Linked DNA regions of Mus musculus: region 2 is linked to region 1. Evidence: chromatin contacts called from public Hi-C data. All regions are on one chromosome and are shown on one strand. The core of a region is the stretch at or near the end of the contact, and the rest is flanking DNA. Distances in the headings are between cores, read along the strand shown. Region 1 overlaps Mpdz (multiple PDZ domain crumbs cell polarity complex component). Region 2 overlaps Mpdz (multiple PDZ domain crumbs cell polarity complex component).

The links. Hi-C and Micro-C count contacts between places; a contact is called where the count stands out from the background.
Region 2: a contact with region 1 is called in a Hi-C map of liver, with 1.9 times the contacts expected there. The contact joins two enhancer-like sites. A contact is called at or near these places in 1 of 484 Hi-C or Micro-C datasets (liver) and 3 of 9 other capture datasets (adipose tissue, liver and pancreatic islet).

Annotation. Positions count from the first base shown.
Region 1 is chr4:81,271,997-81,279,737 of GRCm38.p6, forward strand. It overlaps Mpdz (multiple PDZ domain crumbs cell polarity complex component), which reads right to left. Exons shown (of 47, transcript NM_010820.3): 47 at 6,503-7,741. The coding sequence ends at 7,627. Among named protein-coding and RNA genes, the nearest start is that of Gm25803, 63 kb to the right of the region's middle. Within about 2 kb of position 4,170, at least 13 of the 459 cell types and tissues checked have an H3K27ac peak or open chromatin away from gene starts, as enhancers often do. A contact at or near this core is called in liver, where this site is marked.
Region 2 is chr4:81,344,481-81,351,496 of GRCm38.p6, forward strand. It overlaps Mpdz (multiple PDZ domain crumbs cell polarity complex component), which reads right to left. Exons shown (of 47, transcript NM_010820.3): 20 at 4,522-4,797; 21 at 4,150-4,264. Among named protein-coding and RNA genes, the nearest start is that of Gm25803, 9.6 kb to the left of the region's middle. Within about 2 kb of position 4,406, at least 4 of the 459 cell types and tissues checked have an H3K27ac peak or open chromatin away from gene starts, as enhancers often do. A contact at or near this core is called in liver, where this site is marked.

The DNA.
Region 1 (7,741 bases), core at 2,920-5,419:
AAGAGGCTGCGCTGCTCACTCTGGGATTCTTTGTATTTTAGCTTCCCTTTCTAAGCCGTAATTACGAAGAGATGGAATGAGAATTAGGCAAGTGCTTTGTAAGTTTATTGTGAAGTCTGGTCTGTAATGAATAATAGCATTATCACACTGCCTCAGACATCCCCTACATGGCTCTCTACACAGCACAGCCCTTAATGCACATGGACATTTACTAGGAACATGTGCAGACATTTACTGTCATTTGATAAAAAAACAAAACATGAGGAAGTTGTGATGAAATGAGCCTGCAGTCCCATTTCTTAGACAGGCACAGAGGAGCCAGCCAGCTTGCTGCTTTCGAGTGAGGAGCCAAGCCAAGGAAGGCTCAAAGATCCAAAGATCTGCCTCTTCGCTCTGCACTTCTGAATAACTTCTAGTTCCCTTAGCATAAGGCATTTAGTAGGTACGCTTCACAATAAGTGGAAACACAAGAAGGCAAGTGTTGGGGGTGGGTATTGATGACATCATTTGCTGATAACGGTGTAATAGACAGACAGGAAAAAACTTGAGTTAAAAAAAGTATCTATTGACTAGAAAGTACAAATATCTGCAAACAGATGTGGAGGATGGGCAACTGTTATCCAAATGGTAATAACTATTATGGATTTTGTTTAAATGTATAATTTAGTAAGATTAGGACTAAATACCCCTTGAGTCTCCAAGCAAACCGCTTGTTTCTTACAAAACACCCACAGTGCTTTTCTACAAACACAGTTTATTTGAGCTAGCTGTTGCTGTGACCGAAACACTGGACTCACAAGAAAGGGATCCTTTCTATTGACTCAAGGTCTTGCAGGTCTCAATCGGCCGGCGCTTACTTTGCCCCATTGTTTCTGAAACTGTTCTGAGGCAGGGTAACAGGGTGGAAACCCCAAAGAGAGAAAGGACCAGGTCTCAGTACATGTTTCAAGGGCATTCCTCAAACGATTTAGCTTCCTTCTGCTAAGCAAACCCTGCCTAGGTTTTATCACCTCCAGTGGACATAGACTGGTGCCAGGAACTACATACCTAGCTGTTGAAAGACATCTAAGATCCAAACCAGAACACTTATCCTCTATTTAGTGCATCTAGTGCATATTACATATGTGTATATGTTTGTGTCGATGTGTACAAGTGTGCATGTCAGTGTGTGTGTGCAGGTGTGGAGACCAGGGACCACAGTTGAGGGCCTCCTCTATCCCTCTGCATGTTATTTTTAATAGAGTTGAACCCTGAACTCATAGCTCACTGATTAAGTAGGCTGCCTGGACAAGGGACTGTTTCTGCCCCCAACACCCTGCCACAGGGCTGGTGTTACATATGTGTCCAAATTCACCTGACACTTCATACATGCTGAGGCTCTAAACTCAGGCCCTCTTGCTTTTGCCACAGGCAGTTCACTGACAGAGCCATGTCCTCCGCTTCTTCTTGTCCTTTATTCTGAAGATAGAAATGACTACCATTTACCTAGTTATAAGAAAAATAAATATCCAATATATATCTAATTATAAGAAAGCTAAGTATGCATACCAAGTATTTTTATAAAAATGACTTAAACCATCATTCTGAAATTAAAAGTAGAAGTGATGGCTGCATGTGTGTGGTGGGGGGGCAAGAGGGGGGAGTGTGATACACACGGGTTCGTGGATTCAATGCTCAGCCGTTTTGCAAATTCTGTAGCAAACCATTGCCTAGGCACTAAATGGTAATTATTGGATCATAAGTTCTAGAGAAGTCACTTGTTAAAGAATTAGGTTTATAAACATCTTAGTAATAACTGACCAGTTTAACTTAAACCTAGAAAATTAACTTATTTAGAATTCTAATAGCAAATCATTCCTTTTAGTAAGATTATTCTTGCAATTAAGGGCTTCCTTACTGGCTTGAGGGAAATCATCTTCAGACACAACATTCACAGAAGACAATAATTGTAATGTTTTGTTTTAAAAATCATATAAATATTTATCTCACTGAAAGAATTTTATTTTTTTTCATAAACGTAAGATTTGTGTGTTGGCTGCCTCCATCAACCTTTCTCTGGAGCATGCAAGTGCATATTATATACTTAGCTGCGAGATTTTTTTTTTTTTAATCAGTGCACTTAAAAGCAGCAGGGTGTGTAATTAGGAACACCCGCCATCTGCAGAGCCCTCCAGGTGCAAAAGGCATTTGCTTTATTTAATATTACCACAGCATTAATTTTACTTCATTAATTTATGTCATTTGTCCTTTATTTCAAATTCAGATTGCCAAAACTAAATCAATAGATACAATGGCCTGATTTATTTTAGCAAATGTCTCATAGCATGAACAGTATTAAGCAACCTTTGAAATGGCTAAGAAATGGCTGGGTGTGCAACTGGAGAAGAAAAATGCCATCAACAGCCTTCTTCGTATTGGAACAATTCTTCAAGCTCAGCGCTTTAGGTGTCCTAGCAAGTATAGCAGCACAGAAGAAAATACTTTCAGTTTCTTAAGTTCAGGAAAAGTCTCCACTAAGTTGATGATGTCATGCTAACAATGGCAGTACCCTTTACTAAGGAAGAGCAGGCCTCAACTTTAGCCAAGAACACCCAGGTATAGCTTCTACTTGTAGTGTTTTGTATTTATGGCAGGTCATGCTGACTTCTAAGACAGAGTAGTGAGATAAATTTCCTTTCATGACAATTTATGTTGAAGAATATCTTAGTTAAGGTCACTATTGCTGTGTTGGGACACAATGACAAAAACAACTTGGGGAGGAAAGGGTTTATTTACACTTCCCCATCAGTGAAGGAAGTCAGGACAGGAATTCAGACAGGGCAGGAACATGGAGGCAGGACCTGAGGCAGAGGCCAAGGAGGGGTGGTGCTTACTGGTTTTCTCAGCCTGCTTTCTAATAGAACCAGGACCACCAGCCCAGGGACAACATCACCCACAGTGGGTGGGGCCTTCTCCCACCAACCACTGAGAAAATGCCCCATGGTTGGATTTTTTTTTTCTTCTTGTTTTTTTTTTGAGACAGGGTTTCTTTGTATAGCCCTGACTGTCCTGGAACTCACTTTGTAGATCAGAGTAGCCTCAAACTCAGAAATCCACCTGCCTCTGCCTCCGGAGTGCTAGGATTAAAGGAGTGTGACACCATGCCCGGCTTCCATGGTTGGATCTTAATGGAGGCACTTTTTTTCAACTGAGATTCTCTCCTTCCTAGATTGTGTCAAGTGGACATAAATCTAATCAGCACAATGACTAATCCTTATAAAAGGAAAATAAATAACTAATAATACAGGCATATGGGAGCATAGGAAATACTATAAAGATTGTAACGTCCAACACTGAAAATTTGAAAATATTAGGTCAGTTGATTTTTAGTCAAGTTTTATTGAATGGAAGTGTGAATTCTAGAGGAAGGACATGGGAATGTACAGTATTGCCAGCTAGACTTAGGCAAGAATCATAATTTCTAAGAAGAAAAAGAAACTGCATATTTCCCAAAGACAATCGTATCTCTGAACATACATGGTAAGGGGAAGGAGAGAACGAATCAGAATAATCACATGGCAAAGGACTGAATGAACTTAGAGGATAGGAATCACTGGAGTGATGTCCAAGTCTACACAGACACACAGTTGAATGAAAAGGGACAAAGACAATTCAGGCTTGGAAAACTGACTTCAGAGAAGAAAGAAGTATGGAAGAGCACTGAAGTTGAAATGAAGACAGGCTTGAAAAACTCAATATATTACACAGTAAGAAAACTCAGAGGAAAGCCTTACAAGTGAATGGGTCAAGAAGCTATGATAATTGATAAAGCAGAGAAATGAGGCACACATATACAAGAAACTTTACACACATACAAATATGAGAGAGAGGAGGAGGGGAGAGAGGGGGAGAGGAAGGAGAAGGCAGGAGTGTGAGAGAGAAACTGGGGGAGGGTGAAGGAAGGGAGGGAGGGGAGGAAGGAAGGAACTTCAGGATTCTATGAAAAGACGTAAGTATGGAGAGAATGGCGGGCCAATGGCAAGAACCAGCTTCCCAGGGGGATTACAGACACAGTTTCCTAAGAAATAATACCCAGTACTAAAGTGAGGAGAAACTTGCTCCACAAAGGTGCTTCAGGCGGTCTTCCAGGATGACTGTGAGATTATTACCACACTCTTACCTTCCTGCTAGAATTTCTTTTAGGGCCTACTGTTAATTATTAGTGTTTGGCTTACAGTCAAATGCCTACACAAATACTGTGTCTTTAGTTTACCATGAAATGGACAATTATAAATACTTGCATCTTGTGGCAAGAAAAGCTGCAAAGTAAAGCACACAGAAATCACTTTAAGAATAGTTATTTTCCCTGGGATTCATACTCTTTTCTATAAGACGTTTTCTTGGCACCAACAGCTTTGTTTTTTATCTCTTGAAGCCTTATAAACAGCTCCCTTTCAAAGGGCAAAGTTTAACATTAATTCCGAGTAGACAAAGTCCAGGAACATCTTTGCACAAATCAAATGCATTCCTGATCTGTCATGAACTGGAAACAACACAGCAGGGCTGCGGAAAGCTTGTGATGAGAGTTCTGGCATTCCCACACCAAGAGCACAAAGCCCACTCCTCCTGTGTCTCTGCAGGCAACCTTTCAACTCTCAGCTTCACTCTGAGATCTGAAGAGGGGCACTGACATCCAGACAACAAACTACCTGAGTAAATCTAAGCAGGCTTAATGCCATCTACCTCAGACAAGGGAAGAGTTCTTTCTCTTCCTCTCTTCACGTCTGTCAACATCTGCTTTCTCAGGATTCTTAAGGTGAAAACAAAAAAGACCTCTTTTTTGTGTCTTCTCCTTCATGATTCCATCTTCTGATACAGGAGTTTCACAGCATGATTATATATACTCCTTACTACTCCTGATGCTACAAATAGATTGTGTGAAGTTAAAACATCATTACTGCTACAATTATTCCCTGGCTAGTAATGAGGAACAGCACTAGAAATCAGTGGTGGTCCCCAGTTTAAGTGAACAATAACACTGAATTCATGGGCAATCCATTGTCTTGTATCATACACAACCCTAATGCTGTAACGTTAATTTTAAACTCTTGGCCTAAGGAAAGCATGTTCTTCTTCCATCACATGAAGTACATTATTTACAGAAAAAAAGAAAGTATATAATATTGCTGCATCTCTATGAACAGGATGAAATCATTCCCTTTTTATTTTAACTTTATCGCCTAGCCGTCTTCCTTATGTTTCTTAATAACTGCATCATGGTAGTTCATATTTTATTAATTACCTAGGGATTAATTTATAAAGTACTGCCAATTGGTGGCTTAAGAATATAAGGTTCTCTCAGTTCTGGAGATCAGGAACTTGACATCAAGGTCTCCCCATAAAGGGCTTCACGTGACTGGATCCTTCCCTTTGTAGAGTCCTTGGCTCATGTCTTTGCCTCCGTCTTCACGTTGCCATCCTCTCCATGTAGATGGATTGTTGAAATCAGAGGACAGGACCCATCCTAATATAGCCAGGCCTTAACCACAGTGGCAAAGACTCTATGTCTAAATTATATTCTGAGATTCAGGTGGATATGGACTCATAGAACAACACTATTTAATTAAGTGAAGACATGCGCTTGCCTGGTTTGTGTGTGTGTGTGTGTGTGTGTGTGTGTGTGTGTGTGTGTGTGTGAATGTTACTTGGATATACTGTCTTGAACAACAGTTTGATTGCTTGGCTTCTCCCCAGTACTGATAGTAGTATTCCCTATTAAAATCTCTTTAACTTCTAACTTGCAGAAGCAGTAAGTTCAGCATGCACAGTGTCCTATGGAAGGATGCAGGTATACCTTCAAAAGAGAGGGTCATTAAAAGATGTCCAAAAGCCAATGGGCTGCCAGCATACTGAGGTGGGTGTTGTTAGCCAATTACTTCAAATGACAAGGACTGGAGGAAGACTTGTTACAACCCGCATGTTGGTTAATTTGTTTTCAGTTTTGCATGGACAACTAAACTCACAGGATGGCTATATAAAAATATTCTCCTATATTTTAAAAATGAACTCAAGGTTTTTCAATAAAATGAGCTATCGTTTTAAAAAAAGAAAAAAAAAAAAAACCAGCAAGAGACAATGAGACACTGCACTCTCTTTAGCTAATTTGAGACAGAATCTACAGACAAAGCTTTCCTGTTCTGCCCTCCATCCAGATGGGCCTTATTCAGTAAGATGATTTCCATCTGATGCACTTCAGCTCTTTACAGACCTTACAATAATATTACTGCACTGGTAGCATCCCTGAAAAGCCAATTTGGAAGCAGAACACCCCTTTTCCTATGGCATCTTCCTCAGCTCACGAGAAGTCTGTGAATCCCTGAGACGCTATGGAGGGAAAAACACCAAGGCTTCCACAAGGATGTTGTCCAAAGCTCTAATTGCATCTATGATGAGACTCAATAATTTAAAACAGTAAGTCTTGAATTATAACACTTTTTCCAATATAAAAAACAAAGACAGCATCTGCTTGTTTGTTGTGCACCACAGAAACTTATTTATTCACTTTAATTCTGCATTTACACAAGAATGCTATAATAAAATATATGTATACGACTTCTGTTACAAATATAGATAGTATTTAAAGTGACTTTATCTATTCTAATGTAGGAGTTTCACGCTCTAAAATGGGATTGAACACATAATTCCTCACCAGTTGTCTCAGTAAACAGCCCCATCTGTTTCCCTCAGTCTTAGACTATTGTATTGTAAGATGTTAATATACAGCAGTGAGATGAAGTTACATTAACCCCCTTAATTTTTCTGTCAATTTACTAATGGCATACAACCAAAATAATTACTAACACGCTGTCTTTTTCTATGTCATTAAGATTAATACTAATGGAAAAACAATAGCATGGTACAGTAACATGTTTTCCACGTAGTATCAGTCTGCTACATCAGCATTAGAACACTCTGGGCTCCTTCTCTGTCTCCCATGGCTACATGGATGTTTCCTAGAACTCTAGCCAACACAGGGTAGCATCAGCACTTTACCTATAACAACATGAAAATATAGCAGGTTAAAACTGAAAACAAACACCGAGATATGCACTAAACAGGAATTTCTTTTTAAAGCTTACAAGGACTGCTAAACAATTTTAGCAGAAAAATATGCATTAGAGGTAAGTAGGACCAATATGTCACAATTTTAAAACAGTAGACTATTCAAAAGTATTGCAAGCACTTTCTTTTCTTCTTTTGGACTGCTGGATTGAAGAAGTCCTATAAAACTCAAAACTGTCTTCTTTTTTTCTAAATTTCCATCTTTAACCTAATTGCCTAACTTTGTATCATTTTGTTTCCACACTAACAAGATGAACATATAATAATTTTGTCCACGTGACCTTAAATTGTTAGATATTGTCGAGATAAAACTGAGGTTTATCTATGCAAATATCTCTTCTTTTTGAGTATATGATCATGAAATGCAGAGTAAAGGAAAAATGATGCTTGGCTGTGAGTAACAAACACTCTGTTTCTCGCCTCCCTACTGTAGTTTTCTCCGACCAACACAGCATACAAACAGGTCCTCTCTGTTACAGTAGGAGGGGAGCCAGTGGCTGGGCTGCTTCAGCTCTGGCAGTCACTTCAAGAGAGAACCATGAGGGTGACGGTGCCCTTTGTCCTCTTGAGGATGGCAACAGCTTCTTCATGGGTCACTCCTTCTAGACTTTGCCCATTGACAGCAATGATCTGATCGCCC
Region 2 (7,016 bases), core at 3,156-5,655, 73 kb after region 1:
TCAGTGGCTAACCCTACACCTGGGTACATAGTGGCAGCACTAACTGAACTCAGTGAGAGGAAGAGGAGGAGGTGCCAGCAGCAATGGCAGCAGCATGTATTGGGAAGGAGACGCGGCGAATGGCATTCAGGGGAGGAAGAGACAGACTGATAGGGTCCTGTGTACATGTGTGACATAATAATAAAGGAAAAAGTAACAAGAAAGAATTGGCTATTGAATTAGAAAGTAAATGTAATACAAAAAGATAGCCAACAGACAGGCAGGCAGGCAGACAGACAGACAGACAGACAGATGGACAATGCTCAAAGTGGTGACTTATGCCTGTTGTCTCAGCACATGAAAGACTAAGAAGGGAAGATGGATGCAGATCTGAGGCCAGTCTGGGCAGTTCCAGGACAGCCTGAATTACGAAGCAATATCCTGTCTCCAAAAACACCACATAAGATAGATTTACAATGTACCTCTATTCAAGCCAAAGAACACTGCTCTCCAAAGCAAGCTCAAATCGTAGCTTAGCTTCCAATGCAGATTTTTACTGCAGCAGTCATAATGCTGTTACTCTGAAAGCCCTGTTTGTAAGAACAAGCAACAGGAAGACCTGAGTCCTGACTCCAGATCTTAATTGCTGAATACTACTAGACAAATCTAGGAGTCTATGTTTCAATAACTTGCCAATGAAGGAAATACAGCATCTCCCTTTCATTTTCAGTCCCTTAAACTGTTTTTTTTTTCAAGCCCAAATACAACAAAGTTAGCAAATCAGCTTATGATCTACCAAAAATCACACACACTGTAAACTCGAAAAGGCTAAAGAACAACTCTACTGGGCATGGTGGCACATTCTTGCAATTCCAATCATTTATTTGAGGGCAGCGTGAGAAACATATTTAGACCCTGTCCCCAAACAACAATATCAAAAACTGCAACAACAAAAAATGTTTCATGAAAGCGAAATTAATTGGTGGTAAGAGCCTTTACTGGAACTTGCCATTTATAAATGATTTGTTTCTGTTGTCTCAGAAAATGAAGACTGCACACCTCAGACAGGCTGAGGACAGACTGCAAATGATGACTGTCCACTCACCAGAAGAATATCAACAGGAGATTTCTTATATTAGTATCATGCTTTTTGTTGCTTTAGGTTATAGTGAAAGCACCTTTCCACACTAAATCTTACTTATACATACTGAATTAATTTAATATTTGTGTTAACAGAGATTTTCTTTAAATGGCCTTTTCCAAGGTTTCTTTACATGTTTGTATGCAGAAATCTGAACACTGACTATCTCAGTTAAATGAAATATTAAGAGAAATTTTCTCAACAAAATAGACATGACATCTTCTACAGAGCTCACACTCAAGAACAAAACCTTCAGGTCAAAAAGGTGCAGTGGAATAGCTCCCAACGTTGAGATCACAGCACTGTGCTGTGATCCTAACTGTTTACAGCTGCATAGAGCCAAGTGTGACTCACAGGTCTTAGGATGAGCACAGCCATATGAGGAACTTTGCTGAGTACAAAAGTATCCAACAATCAGGGTCTAAGTTTATAAAGATACAGTAGATATGTAGACTAATTCTGAAAATGAGGCAAAATCAATAATGAAATAAATAAATTCTAGCTCAACAGAAAGGCACCATCACTCAGAAATTGTGGCACAAGCTGTGATTTCCTCTATCAACACTGCTCTTACATTCATAATTGAGGGATATTTTATATTTTAATTTTAAAATCAAGCTACTGAAGTTTTAATAGTTTTCCAGATATGATAAAGAATACTTTTAACCCTTACTGTTTTTACAAGATCTTAACTAACTCAAAACTTAAACACTTGCATGAAAGCACTTCAAATGTCTATCAGTAGATAAGAAAAGGTAACGTTCACTTACAATAGAATAGTATTTATTCTAAAAAGAAGGAAATTTCTGATGTGTTCTACAGGAGATTTAAAGACATTCTGCTATATAAAATAGTTGCAAAAAGTTAAGTCCTGTATGACCCCACTTACTTGTAGTAACTAGAGCAAAAACATAAACCTAAGAGGAGGCCAATCGCCATATAACAAACTAAAAACACGGACACATTACACCTGCGATGCTCCTCATACAGAGAACATGAAGGTTAACAGGGACAGATCATCCCCCTGAGTGCGGAGGGAAGGAGGGATACTATGTTGTCTCTGTGCAATGAGCCCCAGAGAAGAGCACAGCAATTGTTTGGTGCTGGAATAGAAACATTTCCATAGAATTTTCTAAATGGCATTCTTCTACTGTGAACTGTGAGTTGTCTGACAATGTAAAGTCCTAAACATCTCTGTAAAAGTCAACATGCTACATATATTCCATTATCCCTCCTCAGAGTCCCACAATACACAGCACCATCTGAATCTGATGCATGAATGGGGAATCTTACATCTGCCAAATCCCAAAGCAGGAGGCATAGAACTTACTGAGAATCCTCATTAATCCTGGACAAAGTGAGCACAGAACGACCTGGCTCTGGGAGCTCCACCGGGCAGCTGCAATGGACACTGCTGGGCAGTGCACGGAGCTGCAGAGATGCTACAAGCCTTGTCTTAAGATCCATGAATATAATAAACATTACATATTGCATATGTAATATAAATAAATATTGATACGAATATTGATTATATGTATATATAGTATACATGTTTGATATGTGGTTTATATAACTATCTAATATTACATGTACTTTATGGCTAAGATAAATACAATTATGTGATTTATGAAATATTTTTTCTTCTTTGAATGTGCAATTATGTATAGTTACAGCAGTACATGTCTGTCTTAGTTAGGGTTTTGTAGCTGTGCAGAGACACAACGTCCAGGGCAACCCTTCTAAAGGACAACCTTTAATGCGACTGGCTTAGAGTTCCAGAGGCTTGTTTACTCCTTTACTGCCATTGTAGGAAGCACAGCAGCATGCACACAGACATGGTCCTGGAGGAGCCAAGAGTTCTGCATAGTGATGCCAAGGCAAGCCAGGAGAAGACTCAGGGGAAGGCACTCTCTTCTGTCCTGGATGGAGCTTGAGTGTAGGACATCCAAGCTCAACCCCACAGTGACACACTTCCTCAAACAAGGCCACACCTACTCCAAGGCCAAACCGCCTAATAATGTTGCTTCCCATGAGCTAAGCATATTCAAACCACCACTACATCCTATCCTACAATTCTCCTTTTGGTGGGTACGGGTAGGTATCCAGCCACCACCAAACAGAACAGCATATAGGAGAGTCTGGGGTTCTGGGAATGTCTCTTCTGAGTTTCAAGTTCAACAAGAAACCAGGGCCACACCCAGGATACTAGTGTAAAGGGTGTTCGTTGGTTGGTCACTGCAGGAAGACAGTCTTTGATATGAACTAACAATTGGGTTACATGTGGGCATTCTGAGGCTCTAACGAATCATCCTCCATCAGTCAGGAGCAGCAGAGAGGCTGCCTTGCTCAGCGTGGCAATGGTTAAGGCTCTGTCCCAGCAGCTGTACCTACTGCCATCAGGGCTCTCTCCTCAGAAAGTGGTTTGTGATTATGAACCAGCCAAAGCCTGTTATGAATGGCAGAGGACTATCTCTGCAGGGGTTCTGTGTGTCGAGTTCTTTCAGGGACAAATGCAGACTATGAAAACCTGCATTTATGTAGTGGCACACCTGGCAGGTGTTAGTCTTCCTAACACCTCCAGTGAATGAAAGAGTAAATACAATCTGACTCTCACATAGCTAACATTATTCAAAGAAAGTAGTAATTTACTTTTCCAAAGAACTTAGAATTCCAATTGACAACTTCTCATTTTCTAAGAATTCCTTTTCTGATTTGCTACTTTACACACACACACAATTCATATAACTTTTACTTGAATGTAAGTGAGGTTTTTGAAAACCCAGAAATAAGAGAATAAGGGATGTAAGCTGGTATGAAATAAATAAATAAACCTGTTCCCACTTCAGGGAAAAAATATGTGTGCATAAAAAGAAACAAGAAGAACACTTCTAGCATCTTTTCTCTGCAGCTAAAACTGGTGCTGAAACTCTCTGTCCTCTCATGGACTAAGGGGCAACACTGCGTAAGGTGACGCCCACTGTCCTCTCTCAGACTGAAGAGCAGTGCTGTGTGGAAGGCGGGGAACTTACCTAGGCTGGAGCTGCCTTTTGCTATAGTAACGGTCCTCTCAAAAGCTTCCTGGGACATACTCTGCAAGTTGACAGACTCAGCATCAGATGCCAGAGAGCTCTGGTCAGTTAAATACTTAGAACCCCAGAAGAAAGAAAAGAGAAAGTCACATGGGAAGAAAACTAGACTTTGGAGCAGTCATTTCAACATTGCACATGCTCCCTCCCGAGTTGTGATTTAGCAAGAACCCACAATCAATCAAGTTCGTAGGTCACCTCTCAGTCAGACAAGCACTCATCCCACACGAGGAGGGCCTTGGGATGGAAATCCTCTCTCTCCCCTTCCCATCCTCTCCCTCGTCAAGACACCAGGTCCTAGCCGCAGGATGGTACCTTCTGAGCCACAGCAGGCAGTGCAGGAGCAAGCTCGGAGGTGCTTAGGCTACTTGGTAACTGCGAGTGAGGCCACGCTACTGGGTTTGCACATTCGTATTTTTGTTCAACAGCATTTGTAGTTGTGTAGTCACTGATGGGGAAACCAGAGGTGGGTGCTGGCCTCATGTCTGTGGGAGGAGAGCCAGCATGCTGTCTCTGAAGGAGGTTCTGTGTGTAGAGTTCTTCCAGGGACAAATGCAGACCAAGCACTACTTCAGAACTGCTGGTCACATCCTGATGATGAACAGACAAAGCCACAAGTCAAAAACTGAGACTAGAGTTATATCACCTTACTATATGTCACATTTTACTGAATTACTACTTACTGAAAAAAAAAACACATTTTTAAAAATTTTTAAAGCCTTCTAACGCATTCTTCGCTGAGCATGTTTTCCTCCTGCATATTTTTAATTTCATATATGTTTTTCACTGCATTTCTTATAAATGTTTTATCTCATGTTCTAGTGAGTTATAGGATAGGCCAGATACAAGATAACTTTAGATACAATATTTACTTCTAGCTACAAGCAAGCAACTCCAAGTTAAAGATAGACAGGGAAGCAAACAACTCATATTCCCAAATCACACTTGCTAGAAGCTGCTCTCTACTGAGAGGACCAAGTATGAGAGCCATGGCTTTGGAATCCCAGCACCCTCCAGGAACAAATTGTTCATAGATAGCTGTTCATACAGAAGAGCAGAAAAGCTTGAAATTCAGATTACTATGGAAAACCTGCATGTTCTGTAAGCTCTAACAAGCCACAGTAAATCAGAGAGCCACAGAAACCTCTTCTAATCTACTTTTTCTTATTAGCAATCTGTATATCAAAGAATCTGTCTTGATAGCTACATACTAGAAAATTTCTACAATTCCTTGAAAGCCTAAAATCCTACAGTCCTATACAGCTGCATACTTCTCGCAGCAGACACACTTTAGCACTTACATCCTTGGGACAATGTAGCTGCTTTACAGACAGCTATGCAGAAGTTTGTTTTCCTTAGATCCTCTTGTCTACATTTTTGATTTCTTATGATGCTGGGGATTGAACTCAGGACGTTTTCTACACTGTGGGAGCATCATACCACAGAACAACAGCTACAGTACTCTCAGTTCCTGTAAAGTGCAAAAGTCTTAAGAACAATCCAGAGAATATTATAAAAGACTTTGCATGTGGCTCCTCTGTCCATCAACTTCCCCAGGACATTTGTCCGGATCAGTTAGACATTGATCCCCCCATTTTATGAATTTGCATAATATTCATGCAACTATCTTTATATACTTGCACATAAGGTTAATATCTTAAAATCTAAACAGAACCACCATTTAGTACTTTCACTTGCTTTTCTCCACAGTCTTGTGTCTTGATGTCAGTGATTAAAGTCCACTTTACCCTCCCTAGGAGCACAGTTACTGAAAGGCAATGGTGGACCTGCATTCTCGAAGCCTCAGTTCCAGTACTGGCTCACAACTAGCTTAAGCTTTGGCCAAGTTCACAATTCTCACCTCTCTCCTCTGCTCCCCTCACCTATTTCATGGGAAAAACAATAGATCCTAGTAAAGGACTTCTGAGGGAGACAAGAAGAGCTGAAAACAGGCTTGACATCATAGGAAAGGCCCAGCAGACCTTAGTTACTACAGCTATCTATATTAGGAAATGTTTATAACCAAACCATTCCTGCAATAAATAGTGGTACAGCTCTTCAGCCATCCCAGTGTTCTCTCACAGAAGCAGACAGTGGGGTGCACAGGAACTATTCTTATTGTATCTTGTGTGAACCCTCTCTACTCACACCTTCTGGCTCTTTTTACTGGGTACCATTCACCTTTTCTTTTCAGAATATGGATTCTAGTGAGAGTTTACCAGGGTTCTAAGTTTGCATATGTAATATTTTACCACGATTAAGTTCTTGACATAACCAAATTTGTAATTTGGGGGATTCTGGGCTTCATCTACACACAATTCCCACAGAAGAAGGGTGGCACTCTCTAGTATTTTTCGTCTACTTTACACATAATTGTTTTTACATTTCAGCCATCTAGGATCTACTTCAGTTGTGAGACAGGATGTAGGTCTATCCCTTTTTCTCATGAAGGTAAAAATTTCAAAATAATCTATTTTATGTCCTGGTTTTTAATATGTTTTCACTGTTCTGAATTATGAAATACTCTTAGCACACATAGTGGTCTCTCACAGATGTATTTATCATCTTTAGTATTATTAGGAACAAAGGATAGAAAGTAGCTGCCACCACATCCCACAATCTAGAGAGAAACTGTTGGCTCTGCTTTCCAATTTCAGTTATCTTATTCTTACAAGACACATCCTACTTACCAAAGGACTGCTAAGTTTTGGAATTATTAAATTAATTACAATAATTAGCAGAAAATCATCTCACTCATGCCTCAAAGAAGCATCATCAAATCTGCTTTTCATCAGTGAAAGCAGTCTATC